Regions from separate parts of the Gossypium arboreum genome. Here all the other regions are linked to region 1. A link is a contact called in public Hi-C data. All regions are on one chromosome and are shown on one strand. Each heading gives the region's core, a stretch centred on a gene start, on an enhancer-like site or on the middle of the called end of the contact. The rest is flanking DNA. Distances are from core to core; before and after follow the strand shown. Region 1 holds the start of LOC108467161 (probable glucan 1,3-beta-glucosidase A). Region 2 holds the start of LOC108461379 (ATP-dependent 6-phosphofructokinase 5, chloroplastic). Region 3 holds the start of LOC108467249 (haloacid dehalogenase-like hydrolase domain-containing protein At4g39970).

Region 1 (4,040 bases), core at 899-3,398:
AACAATTATGTTTATATGCTATTATAATATCTAAAATATTATTCGCGTATTCAAATTAAAATTTATAAATAATTTATATTAATTGATTAAAATATTTAAAATTAAAATTTTATACGTCATATTATTAATAAATTTACATTTAATTTAAATTATTTTATAAATAAAACAATTAAATTACATATAACTAAGCCAACCCTTCTAAGGGAATATTCAAATAACTATATATAATTCTTCCTTCTATCGTTTCCAAGCCGTTAACATTATTATTATCTTCTCTAAAAGTATGTCATAGATTCCAATACTCTACATTTATCAAAAACTGATGAATTCTTCCAATTAAAACGGAATTAAAACCACTTCAAATTTCTGAAGACAAAATCTTATATCAAATCTCTCAATAGCATTTTAAAAAAAACATTTTCTCACAATTCATTTAAAATCTTTGAATAGTATCCAAATTTGTCATTTCTAAATAAAAGATGGGTCGAGACCCTTAAAAGGGTGACAAGAGAGAGAAGCAAAAAGGATAGACCGCCCATAATATCGACATAATTTGGTGTCAAAAAAGGTCGGTTGCATAAGATTCCTTTTGCCCTTCAATCCATCAATTATTCACAACCTTTTCTTTTCCCCCTTTAACAAAGTAAAGTATTAAGTATGATTATAGGTATACATAATTAACCTTCAAATAATTATAATTATAATTAGATATTATAATTATAAAGGAATTGAAAATTAAAATACCATAAATTATTTTATTAATCACTCTAAATAGAGGTTATTCCTATTTTGATCATTTAGTTTCTTTTTGTTAATTTGATCACTCAAAAAAAAATTGATCAAATTTGTCACTCCACCAATTGATGGTAACATAATGCTAATTGTACGTTTTCATGTTAGTCATTTTAAAATTAAGGTAAACTACTTGTTAGTCATTCTAAATAGGAGTTGTTCTTATTTTGGTCAGCCCAAAATAATATGTAAAAATACACTGTTAGTTTTTCCATTAAAGTGACCAATTTGATCAATTTCTTTTTTTATAGTGACCAAATAAACAAAACCAAAGTAGGAACGATTATCATTTTGAGTGACTAATGGAGTAGTTTACCCATTAAAATATAATAATATGAACATAACTATGACATAAGAAACATTAATGCCTTGTTAGGTTATTAGTATAATAACACGAGGAAGAAACTTATTTATTACATATGTATTATAACAATTAGGCATAAAATACAGAATAGCTAGTACAATTTTAAACTTAAAATTAGAAAGATGAGCAAAAATTTGTGTAAAAAACAAAACCTCTTCAAACTAAAGGAAAAATTTTCCTTTCTCTTTGCTAAAAATAAGTCATAAGAGTAACAAAATATTACCAATTAAATTAATTTATTGCTAACTTATATAATAATACACGCATAAAAATAATACTCTTAACAAATTTAACTTAAAACTTTAACTAAAATGAAATACGAAAAGAATTCACTTATAATTTACATCAAATTAAATTTGAATTCCAAATTTCTTCAAACAAGCAAATATAGGGACAGATAGGGACTTTATCCTCTCAAAATAGACCATTCCCTTCTAATCTCCTAAAAAGTTTATAATTAGAAGTTAATATATTATAAAATTATACTTTACTCCCTTAAAAATATTTAATTTAATCTCTTTAAAATAATAAAAATATATAAATTTTAACTTTTCAAAATTTATAATTTAATATTATCCCTTAAAAACAATATTTTTAACTTAGCCAAACCTCCATTAAACCAATAGCCAAACCTCCATTAAGCCAAGGGCTATTCAAGCTCTTTTCTCTCTCATAAAAATAATGTGCGGATCTTACAAGTGTAACATTTAGAGTTAATAATATATATGATTTCTACTAATTTGAATTTTTGTCTTCATATGTATTAAAAAGAAATAGTCTAGAAATATAATTTGATAATTCCAAAATATATATTTAGTTTGATAATATTTAAAATATGGTCAAAGGGTTTTCAATAAATTTTGTTTCTATTATTGTTTTAACATTAAATTTACTATAGATTTTTTATTTTATCATATTCATAACCCCTTTCAATCTATTGACAAGAAGATAATCCGTCCAAATGTATTCAAAATCATATTCTCCTGCTGTACTACGGTAGTAATAATGATATAGTGAAAAAGAAATGAAAAGAGTATTAACTTGAAAATAGTTGAGACTGGGTTTAAAGACTCTGGGCATCAACAGGAAGAGAAGAAAACATAAATATAGAAAATAGGAACTCTTATTTTCTATGTGAATGTATAACGGGAAGTGGTGGGAACCAACTGCCTTATCTTTTTGCTCTTTTAAAGGCGGTTTCAACTTCAAACTGTAATCTTTTGTGCTTAAAAGACCAACCTTTTTTCTTAACTCCAAATCTAACCAAAGGCTGCTTCCTTTCTAACCACTTTTTCTTGGGTTTTGTACCTTTAAAAAATGTGATATCAAGAGAAGCTTTCAGGTTCCCCTTCTTTTTTTTATTCATTGACAACTGTAGAAAATTGTTCTTTTTTTCTTCTGTTAAATATTTTTAATGGGGTTCCTTTTTTTTTTTTTTCTGTCTTGATATGGGGAGAAGATTGAGTTTTTGATACCAATGCAGTATATTTATGCAAAACCCATGTTAAATAATTAAATATTATGGTTTACAAGGTTGAATTTTGTGTAGATTGGTTGATAGGAAGGGATTATTATATACTCTCCCAAGTGGATGGTTCTTTTTTTTCAGAGAGAGGGACGTTTTTGCTTAATCTCTCCCTCTCTCTTCCTTTTTTGCTTTTTTTTTTCTGTTGGATTTAATGGATTCCATGTTTTAGCTTTTGTTTGATGCAGTTAAGAGGCTGCATTCTTCATGGAACTTGTCTTTAGCAAATGGGTATTTTTATTTTCACTCTGTTGTTGGCTAATCTTCTCTGTAGCAGTTGCAGGTCAGCTTAAAGCTTGGTTTTCTTTTCCTTGGATTACTTGTTGTATCTTGAAAAAAAAAAAACGAAAATGCTTAATTGTGTAGAAGACCAAAATTGTTAAAGAAATTCTCTTTTAATTTTGTAAGTGGAGGGAGTGCATGGAGGTTCTAAAGTGAGAGGGGTGAACTTAGGAGGGTGGTTGGTTATAGAAGGTTGGATCAAACCTTCTCTATTTGATGGCATTCCCAATGGAGACATGCTTGTGAGTATTAAACTTTGATTTTTTAATGATTTATGGGGTTTTCTTAGTTTTTTTCCATGAAAATTCTAATCATATGTTAATGGATATTGAAATGTAGGATGGAACACAGGTTCAATTCAAGTCGGTGACGTTGCAGAAATATGTTTCTGCCGAGAATGGAGGTGGGATGGACATTTCAGTTGATAGAGATGATGCATCTTCATGGGAAACCTTTACGGTAAGAAGCCGATCAAATTTGCTGGTCTTTATCTCACAATTTGATCATGTTTTGTATGCTAAACTTGAGCTTGATTCACTGTTTGGACCTACTGGTGTTATGCTTGCTTGCGGATATTATAGTAAGTGAAACCATTATCTATTCCTGTTTACTTAGCAATGTCTAAAGCAGGCTAGTACATTGTTTGCCTCGATGTTGTCAATATTGTCATATACTAAAACTCATCTATGTCTTATCCTAACAAATTGGTTTCCTGGTTACCTCGATGAATGAAAGTCTATTACAAATTTACAACTGCATGCCTTCATTTTCCTCAATTCTCTATGAATGTAGTAGAAAGTGGTTTTTTGTGAAACAGATAGTTGTGCATCATTTTTGTTACTTTTCTTAATAAGTTAAGCATTGTAGAGTTTCATGTCATTTATCAGTCACTATTAATGATTGTGAAAATGGTCATTCTTGTTTTGTTGACTGGTACCATAAGAGTCTGCAATGAAATTTATCATCTAAACAATTTTCTTGTCATGCAGTTATGGAGAGTTTCTGAATTGGAATTTCAGTTCCGCACCACACAAGGTCAATTCCTTACATGTTATGGTAATGGATGCTCTGTATCTG
Region 2 (4,040 bases), core at 905-3,404, 440 kb after region 1:
TCAAATGAAAAATTCTTCTTCCCGGTTGTAGTTGGTTGTCCGAGCTGTCATAAGGTCGTGTTTGTAATTCAACATAGTCCTTAGCACGAACTCTCGCATAGCGGCTATTCACTATTGTAGTTTATTGTACGACACATCCCAATCTTTATGCAACTGCTTCATGACCATCTGTTTAACTATCCATGCTTTCTGGTATGACATTCAGTACTGGAATAATTCTTACATTTCGGCAATCAGTACCGACATAGGAATGGTCGGCATGTCCTTAATCACTGACAAGATGCAGTTGCAGATAGTTTTCACATCAAGTTTGAGGTGATCTTGTGTCATACGTGCAAAAGTGCATGTGTGAGGCCCAACAAATTTATGGATCTTCCACATTTGTGACTTCTGGATAAATGCAACTCGTACTTGCCAATTGCACCCTTTTGCCAACCTCCAACACACCTTAATATACAATATCAGCTTAAACACGATAACTTTGTAGTCAATTGACATATTCATGCTATACCGTTTGATGGCAAATATGTAGTCTTCCTTGGTCGCGGATTTTTGGCCCATAAACAACTCCTTACGTTTGGGATCTGTGGCTAATCGGTGAACAGGTAGCATATCGGGATACTCAAGGAACTCAGCTGCATGTGTCGTATCGGAATCTACAATCAACATGTGGGGCCCTAGGATCATTGTGTATGACAATGCCTCAAATTGGGTTCCTGACTGAAGATGCGTGAACATTTTCATTATCATTAGCGCCTTCATTGTCGATATCTTCTGGGACCTCATCTTGATCGGGATAACTATAATCTTCAACCTTATGATCAAAAGGACCATTATTATCATATCCATCTTCACCATCTATATCACTTTCAATCACCATCTGATGTATTTGTAAACGGGGACTCAGGTTAAGAGTATTAGACGCAGGTGGAACATTAAAATCGATGTTGAACCTGCGTACAGATGATCGCCTATCAATAGACACTCTCAGAACATCCGTATACGGATCTTGAACTCCATGTTCTTTAGTTAGTGGAATGACATCTTCAGCTGACTCTACATTAACTAACTCAGCAAACAGTTAAATCGGTTCAGTGTGGCCACTCTGATTCTGGCAATAAAATGCGACCATTGTATCCACTTCTTCATCATCTACAAGTTCCATCTTAGTGAATTTGATGGGATTTGGCGAAACTGGAAATTTGTAGTATAGTTTCGAGATCCTTCTCTCACAACGGCTAACAATTTTTGCATTGATCATTTTTTTCATATCATTAATCAACACATTTCTATTAAATCTCATAATTATTTGTTGGCAAAATTTAAATATACAAGTAATTGTTTTTGTTAAAATTACTCCATCGAAATAAACATATACAAAAATTGATTATCCATCTTCAATCTAAATATGTAAAAATATTTAAACATAATTAAATTTCTCAATAATTATTTGAAAAACAAAACAAGATTCAACTGTAAAAAATTATAATAACAAAAATTAATCACTGTACAAACCTTACATATCTTTCTGACTTTTCTTCTTTGTTTTCTCTTCTACAAAAAAAAAATCCTTTCCTTTCTTCTTATCGGTTAGCTGCTACAACCATTCAGCAAAACAAAAAAATTACTTCAACAATTCAAGAAAACACACAAATTGCTACAATTGTTCAACTCAAATTTATAATGGTCTGGTGCCACATGACAGTCCCTCCTCCCAATGGTGCCGCCTGACGGCCTCTCTCTTCTTTCTAGTGTCACCTGACATGTGCTCTCCAACCCTAGTGCCACCAATGAATGCCCCTCCACCCTTTTTTACCCGTACAAACCCAATTTTGCCTGGTATAGGTGTATAATATAGGTACCGTTGCATATGGCCTCTCTACCATTTAAATAAGATTAGTTTTTTTAAATAAATTATTAGCTAATATGGTTAAATGATTGAGAAAAAAAAATTAGTGTCGACACCAATTCTGGCACAACCCTTCGGTACTGTTTACTTCAACCCATTTTGGTAAATAATGTCAAGAGAATACCATTTTAATATTTAATTATTTTTTTGTATTATAGGATAAAAAAGCCAAATTTTAATCAAAATAAAAAAATTGAAAAGGTTAATATGGTCAAAGAAGTGGCAACTCCGTTGAATTTTAAGCCTCCTCGGTTTTATAAGCCAAAACACTTTGTAGTAGGTACGGCCAAAACCGGCTGCCGTTTTCGATTTGTCTGCTTTCTCTGTCTCCTCTTATTTTTCCTCCCTCCCTCCAAATACCCCGCTTTCCCAAATAAAAAAAAAAAACAAAAAAAAAATAAAAAGCTTTGAATCTTTGATCATAGACTCTGCAACTACCAAAACAAAAAGGGAAAAAAAGAAAGCTAAAAACTCAACTTTACTTGTCGTTTAATGGAAACTCTTTCCCATACGATCACCACTTCGGCTTCTCCGAAACTCCGCCTCCCTCGAAACGACAACGTTCACCGTCGTCTCCTCCGTTTCCGCCATGGATTTAGTTCCTTGAATCTCGGTACACTGAGATCGCAGAGGAGTACTAGTGGTTTCTTCAAGGTTGAATGTAGTCAACAGAGCTCGAAAAATTGTATCGATTTTAGTGATCCTGATTGGAAGTCAAAGTTCCAGCAAGATTTCGAAAGACGCTTTAATATTCCTCACATCACCGATACTTTCCCCGATGCTCAGTCGTTTCCTTCCACATTCTGTCTCAGAATGAGGTAAAAAAAAAGTTCCTTTTTTCCTTGTTTTTTTGAAATTGTTTCCAGCTGATTTTCACTTCTTGTGAGTGTTCTTTTTCTTTTTTTTTTTTACTCCCGAGAGTGAGAAAATTCTAAAATATTGTAGTTATTTTGGAGTTCAATGAATTTGATGGCATTTATCTTATTAATTATTAATTTATTTTGTGAAGTAATTATTTATTTTGAACTTAGCAAATAGAACTTAAATGATCTTCTTTTTTTTTTTTTTGTTACAGAACTCCGGTAACTGAGGATTTTGCGGAAGGCTATCCGTCGGATGAGGAATGGCATGGTTATATTAATAATAACGATAGAGTGCTTCTTAAGGTAATATCTTTTCCATATATATGTATTTAAATTTCACTGATGTTTTGCTGAATTGTGTTATGGAGAATTGAAATTCTTACATGAGCTTATCGTTTAGAGCTTGGAGATCATGTTCAAAATTGATAATTTCCATGTGTTGAGTATCTGTTTGAAATGTGAATTCAAAATCACCTGAAATGGCTTAAATAATTTCAGGAAAGAAATTTACTTGTCTTGCTCCTTTAGAAGTAAATTCTGGTTTGCTTGTCTCTCTGTTTTTATCTTTATATCTTAAATCAAGATATTGGTTTAATTGTTCGAGCTCTGCAGAAATAATCTTTCATTTGCTTCGGTTAGTCGTCTGCATTTAGACTAGATTGGTCAAGATTCTGATCTTTAAATATTTCAGGTCATACATTACTCGTCTCCTACATCTGCCGGTGCGGAGTGCATTGATCCTAACTGTACTTGGGTTGAACAATGGTAAGCATAATTCTCTACTTATTTATAGGTTTACATAGACTCATGCATTCTATTGCATTCACTACAATACTTAATAATATGTGGTAAAATAATGTTATATTGCTTTTAATATTGTTTCCCAACTTTTGTATTGATCTAGTAGATTTTGTAACTTATATGTCCACTGTCATCAGGTGTCCACATTTGTTACCATGTTTTATATTCCCTTATCACTGTCTTTGTTTAATGTATGAAACTTTGTAGTTCATTTGGCAGTTATGATATTATGTAACATTACATATCATCTTAGGGTTCATCGTGCTGGGCCTCGAGAGAAAATATATTTCAAACCAGAAGAAGTGAAGGCTGCAATTGTTACTTGTGGTGGGCTTTGCCCTGGTCTTAATGATGTCATTAGACAGGTCAGCACCATACTTAAAATTTCAATTTGCTGCTGGCATGATTGTAATTACCAACAACAGCTACGCTATTTGATTCAACTCAGTGCTTTCATTGTTTGGTTA
Region 3 (4,040 bases), core at 437-2,936, 400 kb before region 1:
GTATTCAGTGCATATTTTGATTCACACAGGTCTAAAATATATCTAACAACAAAAACATATGTTTTAGAAGTAGTCAACATACCTGCAAGGAAGCAATCAAGCCCCTTAAATCGCTCCTATAACAAGGGGAAAATAATATAAGAATAAGGAAACAAAAGTGAGGATACTTGTTGATCAATAATTTTGGAATCAAAACTGCGAGATTTTGTTTGGTTTTCACTCGAAACTCTCATGGTTTTGTCTCACAAGAGATGTCTTTAATGAGACAAACCACGAAACTTTTGGATCAAAGTGGACAATACCTCACAGTTTAGGTATGAATCGCCACCAGAAATTACCATTCCAATAAGGTTCTCAAGACATAGTACAACTGAACTTTTAGTTGCTGCAGAGCAAACAGCTAGCATTTTCCCCTGCAGATTGGAGAAAGAAAATGGCATCACAAACAAAGGATTGTATTGAATTCATTTGGATTGATTGCAATGAAAGGATCATGAATTGATTATCAATCTCAATTGATAAATAAGTAGAGTATCTTACAGCTGCCTTGGCCTCATCCATCAATCTTAAAACTCCAGGTCTAGGTTCCACCTGATCAAAACAATACCACTCTCTTTTTATTCAATAATATGGATAACCAATTCAGAATCAATGAAGAGATAAAAGAAAATGCAATGTGATAAACAATAATGTCTGCTTACAGTTCCAGATTTGATTATTTCTTTGTACCTTTCAGTCTTCCAATCCTACAAAGATGTAACAGCACCACGTACATAAGTTCTTCAATAAAGAGAATTTCACAATTCCTATACAAAGATCAAATTAAAGCTTAATTGGACCTCCATTCCCTGTTTCCCCATGATTTCATTGGCATTGGCAGTCACTACATCAAAGCTATATAATTATTAATAATACCTGAAGAGTGTCAATTAACTTAGCTCGTTCCTCATCACTCTCAGGAGGCGTCTCAAATATGGTAGAAGCTGGCCATCCATGTTCCTTGAAGTACCTTCAGGAATACCAAAAATCTCCATTAAACCGATCAGCGACAAGAAAAATTAAGAACAATAAAAGAAACCCAGAAATATTTAGAAAAAAGAAAGAAAGAACCATCTCATCTTGGGTTTGCCACCACCAATCAGGTTCTGGAGCACATCATAAAATTGAAGGTCCCAATTAAGGGGCTGTGAAGAAGGAGGGCAACGAACATTGAAGTGAGCGAAAGCGTCGTTGTAAGCTTCGCGATGCAAGTGCTCGGATTCTAGAATGACACCATCGCAGTCGAAAATGAGAGCTTGAAGAGAATGGGAAGCTGAGACAGAGAGGGAGAGTCGTCGGGGCTTTGTGGTGGTTAAGGAAAGGGAGGAAGACCTTTTGGTTCTGAAAGTGAGGGACCGTGGTGAGTAATAAAAGAGAGAAGAGAAGTTGGAGGAGAGGTTTTGAGGAGAGATAAAGAGTGTGGAGTGAGACGCCATGGCTGATTTGCTTCACTGATTGGTCTAAAATGGAGAGTTTTCGAGTTAAAAAGGAGGTAATTTTTTGGCGGGTTTGGTTCGTGTGGCTGTGGATATCTCTCCAGCTTCAACGTTACCTTTTAACGCATACAATTTTGCAATTGGATTTGCATGCCAACCCCTCTAACCCTCTCACGGCATTGGTATCTCAATCAATTCTCAATTCAATCAACCAATTCGATATATGATTACAAATGAAGTCGAAGAAAAGTAAATATTAATTATAAATTATATGAAAATAAATTTTGGCTCAGCTTAAGACACCACATTTTTTTAATTTGTATTTCAAAAATCATTCAAATACCATGATTCAAGTTAGTTTTATATTTAATCAAATTTAATTTGAATCGAATTTCAAGTCAAGCCTAACATAAACGACTAAGTTACACCGTAGCTCCACCAACACATTATGGAAACTCCACAAATCGTCTTGAAGTTGAAACATGGGATCAAAAATAGCATCCTTGAGTATAGCCATAATAATAGAGGGGGGAAATGTGACGAATCATCAATTATGCAAAAAGTACCCTGTTATAAACATTCTGCAACCTTTACAAATCCTATTACAAAGTTGTGCCTCCACCATCTGACATAAGAGATGCGGCAGCTGCAGCAGCTGTCGGGACAACCCCGGTTGAAACGCCTGGCTTTGACAAATGCAGCAGCCTGCAAAATCAAACACCACAAAGCTTTGTCCGCGATACAAATTATACAATCAAAATTAGATGACAAAGCCACCAGTTTCTTACGCTAACACAAATCCTTCATTCAGGATCCATCAAAATACCATATCCTATGTGCTAGAAGCTGAATATCTAAAATCATAACCATAGTATAAGAAACACTAATCTATTATAATCACTAGAAACAGGTTTTCCTGCTGCCTAATACAAATGATAATTCATATTTATGATGATTTATACAATCATCATGAGCTTAAAAGACTAGATTATGATTAGCCCAATTACTTAAATTCTTGTTGTGCATCGCGTTTTTCACAGTTGCAAAGTTATGTTATTTCGACTTCTCATTTTCCCAGGAACACTCATGTCTAACACTTGTGTGACCAGTGACCAATACTCATATCTGGCAGTCCCCCTAATAGTTGCATAGTGTAATGAATGCTGTCTAGTCAATTGTAGTAAATATCATCAGTGGAAAGAATCAAAACCATGAAATAACGATCACAAAATCATGTTTGAGGATCCTATTTTCAGGTAGACAAGTTCTATAATAGCCATGCATCTTAATAAGCAAGAAGAAAAAAGGCTCTTACGGTGCAAGATATTCACAAAAAGAAGAGACAGAAGCAACGACTTCATTATAATTTTCCGATGTTGCAGGCGCGGTCACTTCAACCATCTGTATACCAGGTGTTACCGGGACAGCCTCATCCGTTGCGTGCAGTTTCAGCATCTTATTAACCGATGAGACAGTCACGGTTATCTGAGCAGCCCTTTCGAAATGAAAGGTGAATCCCACTCTCAACAACTCATGATCCAACTTATATCCAAGTGAATAAAATAATCGAAGCACGTTCTTGCTGGCTTTGCTTTCTACCATACTTCTAACCAGCACAGAGATTTGCTCTGCTCCAGCACCCCTCATTGCACCCCCAACATGTTTCACAGTCCTACAAACATTATATAAACTTAATAACCACCCAACACAACAAAAAATAACACCAACTACGTTATTCTTGACCCTTTACTTTTTTTGAAGTATTCATGTCCGACACTGTATCAACTGTATATCTAGACATGGATATGAGAATATGAAACCCCAAACACGGAGCAACCTTTGAAAAAAATTGAATATATCCACCCCAAACACTCACACATCCATGTCCGAATTATATAGAATTGATATAATATAAGCACAATTAAAAACTCCAAATTACCAAGCAGGCTCGGACTGTTCAAGATCACACAATAATCTGACCTCGGAAGTAACAAATCCTGTAAAATTCTTAGGCATTAGCAAGGCAGAACCTAACAACTTGATCAATTAATTTATATTGCTGTTTTATAAATTATAAATTAGTACATGATTCAGCAGGAGAGTAATTTACAAAATTAACTAAATAGGGAAAAATGCTTATACCATCACACGTCATGGATAGATTAGTAGACTATAATTAACTCTTCTGTGTAATGAAAATGTGAGAGACTTACCAAGATTTGGACCACTTTTAAGGCAAATTTCATGTACCCTCAAGCGTTCTCTATTTACACCGCAAAGACCTTGAAGTAGAATTTCAAGTGCCTCAACATACTGCAAATCTCACCCAAAAAAAAAAAAGAATGAACAAAAACAAATCTGTTTAAATCAATCCCCAAATTTATAAAATTTCTAAAATAGACATAAAATAATGATTTTGGGTGTGAATTTTTTTACCTGTGTCTCTATAATTCCTTGAACTACGCACTCCATTTTTACAAGTTTTTTTCAATGTTAAACGAAGAAATGCAAGCAGTAAGCTAACTGCGAAACCCTTGCCTTTCTTAAAATCCGGTTCGAGCTCAG

What was found. A called contact is a pair of places that touch in the nucleus more often than the background predicts.
Region 2: a contact with region 1 is called in a Hi-C map of leaf, with 2.1 times the contacts expected there. The contact joins the promoter of LOC108461379 here to the promoter of LOC108467161 in region 1. A contact is called at or near these places in 2 of 5 Hi-C or Micro-C datasets (both in leaf).
Region 3: a Hi-C map of leaf shows a contact between it and region 1, with 2.0 times the contacts expected there. The contact joins the promoter of LOC108467249 here to the promoter of LOC108467161 in region 1. A contact is called at or near these places in 2 of 5 Hi-C or Micro-C datasets (both in leaf).

Annotation. Positions count from the first base shown.
Region 1 is chr2:6,338,873-6,342,912 of ASM2569848v2, forward strand. LOC108467161 (probable glucan 1,3-beta-glucosidase A) reads left to right here and starts at 2,149. Exons shown (of 11, transcript XM_017767706.2): 1 at 2,149-2,498; 2 at 2,870-2,964; 3 at 3,090-3,205; 4 at 3,303-3,422; 5 at 3,953-4,040. The coding sequence starts at 2,889.
Region 2 is chr2:6,782,497-6,786,536 of ASM2569848v2, forward strand. It overlaps LOC108461379 (ATP-dependent 6-phosphofructokinase 5, chloroplastic), which reads left to right and starts at 2,155. Exons shown (of 13, transcript XM_017761219.2): 1 at 2,155-2,727; 2 at 2,985-3,075; 3 at 3,464-3,537; 4 at 3,827-3,938. The coding sequence starts at 2,402.
Region 3 is chr2:5,940,944-5,944,983 of ASM2569848v2, forward strand. It overlaps LOC108467249 (haloacid dehalogenase-like hydrolase domain-containing protein At4g39970), which reads right to left and starts at 1,687. Exons shown (of 11, transcript XM_053023922.1): 1 at 1,111-1,687; 2 at 916-1,009; 3 at 702-746; 4 at 541-591; 5 at 303-413; 6 at 83-116. The coding sequence starts at 1,475. LOC108467250 (mediator of RNA polymerase II transcription subunit 18-like) reads right to left here. Exons shown (of 5, transcript XM_017767841.2): 1 at 3,912-4,040; 2 at 3,689-3,788; 3 at 3,415-3,472; 4 at 2,791-3,147; 5 at 1,834-2,180. The coding sequence starts at 3,947. The coding sequence ends at 2,078.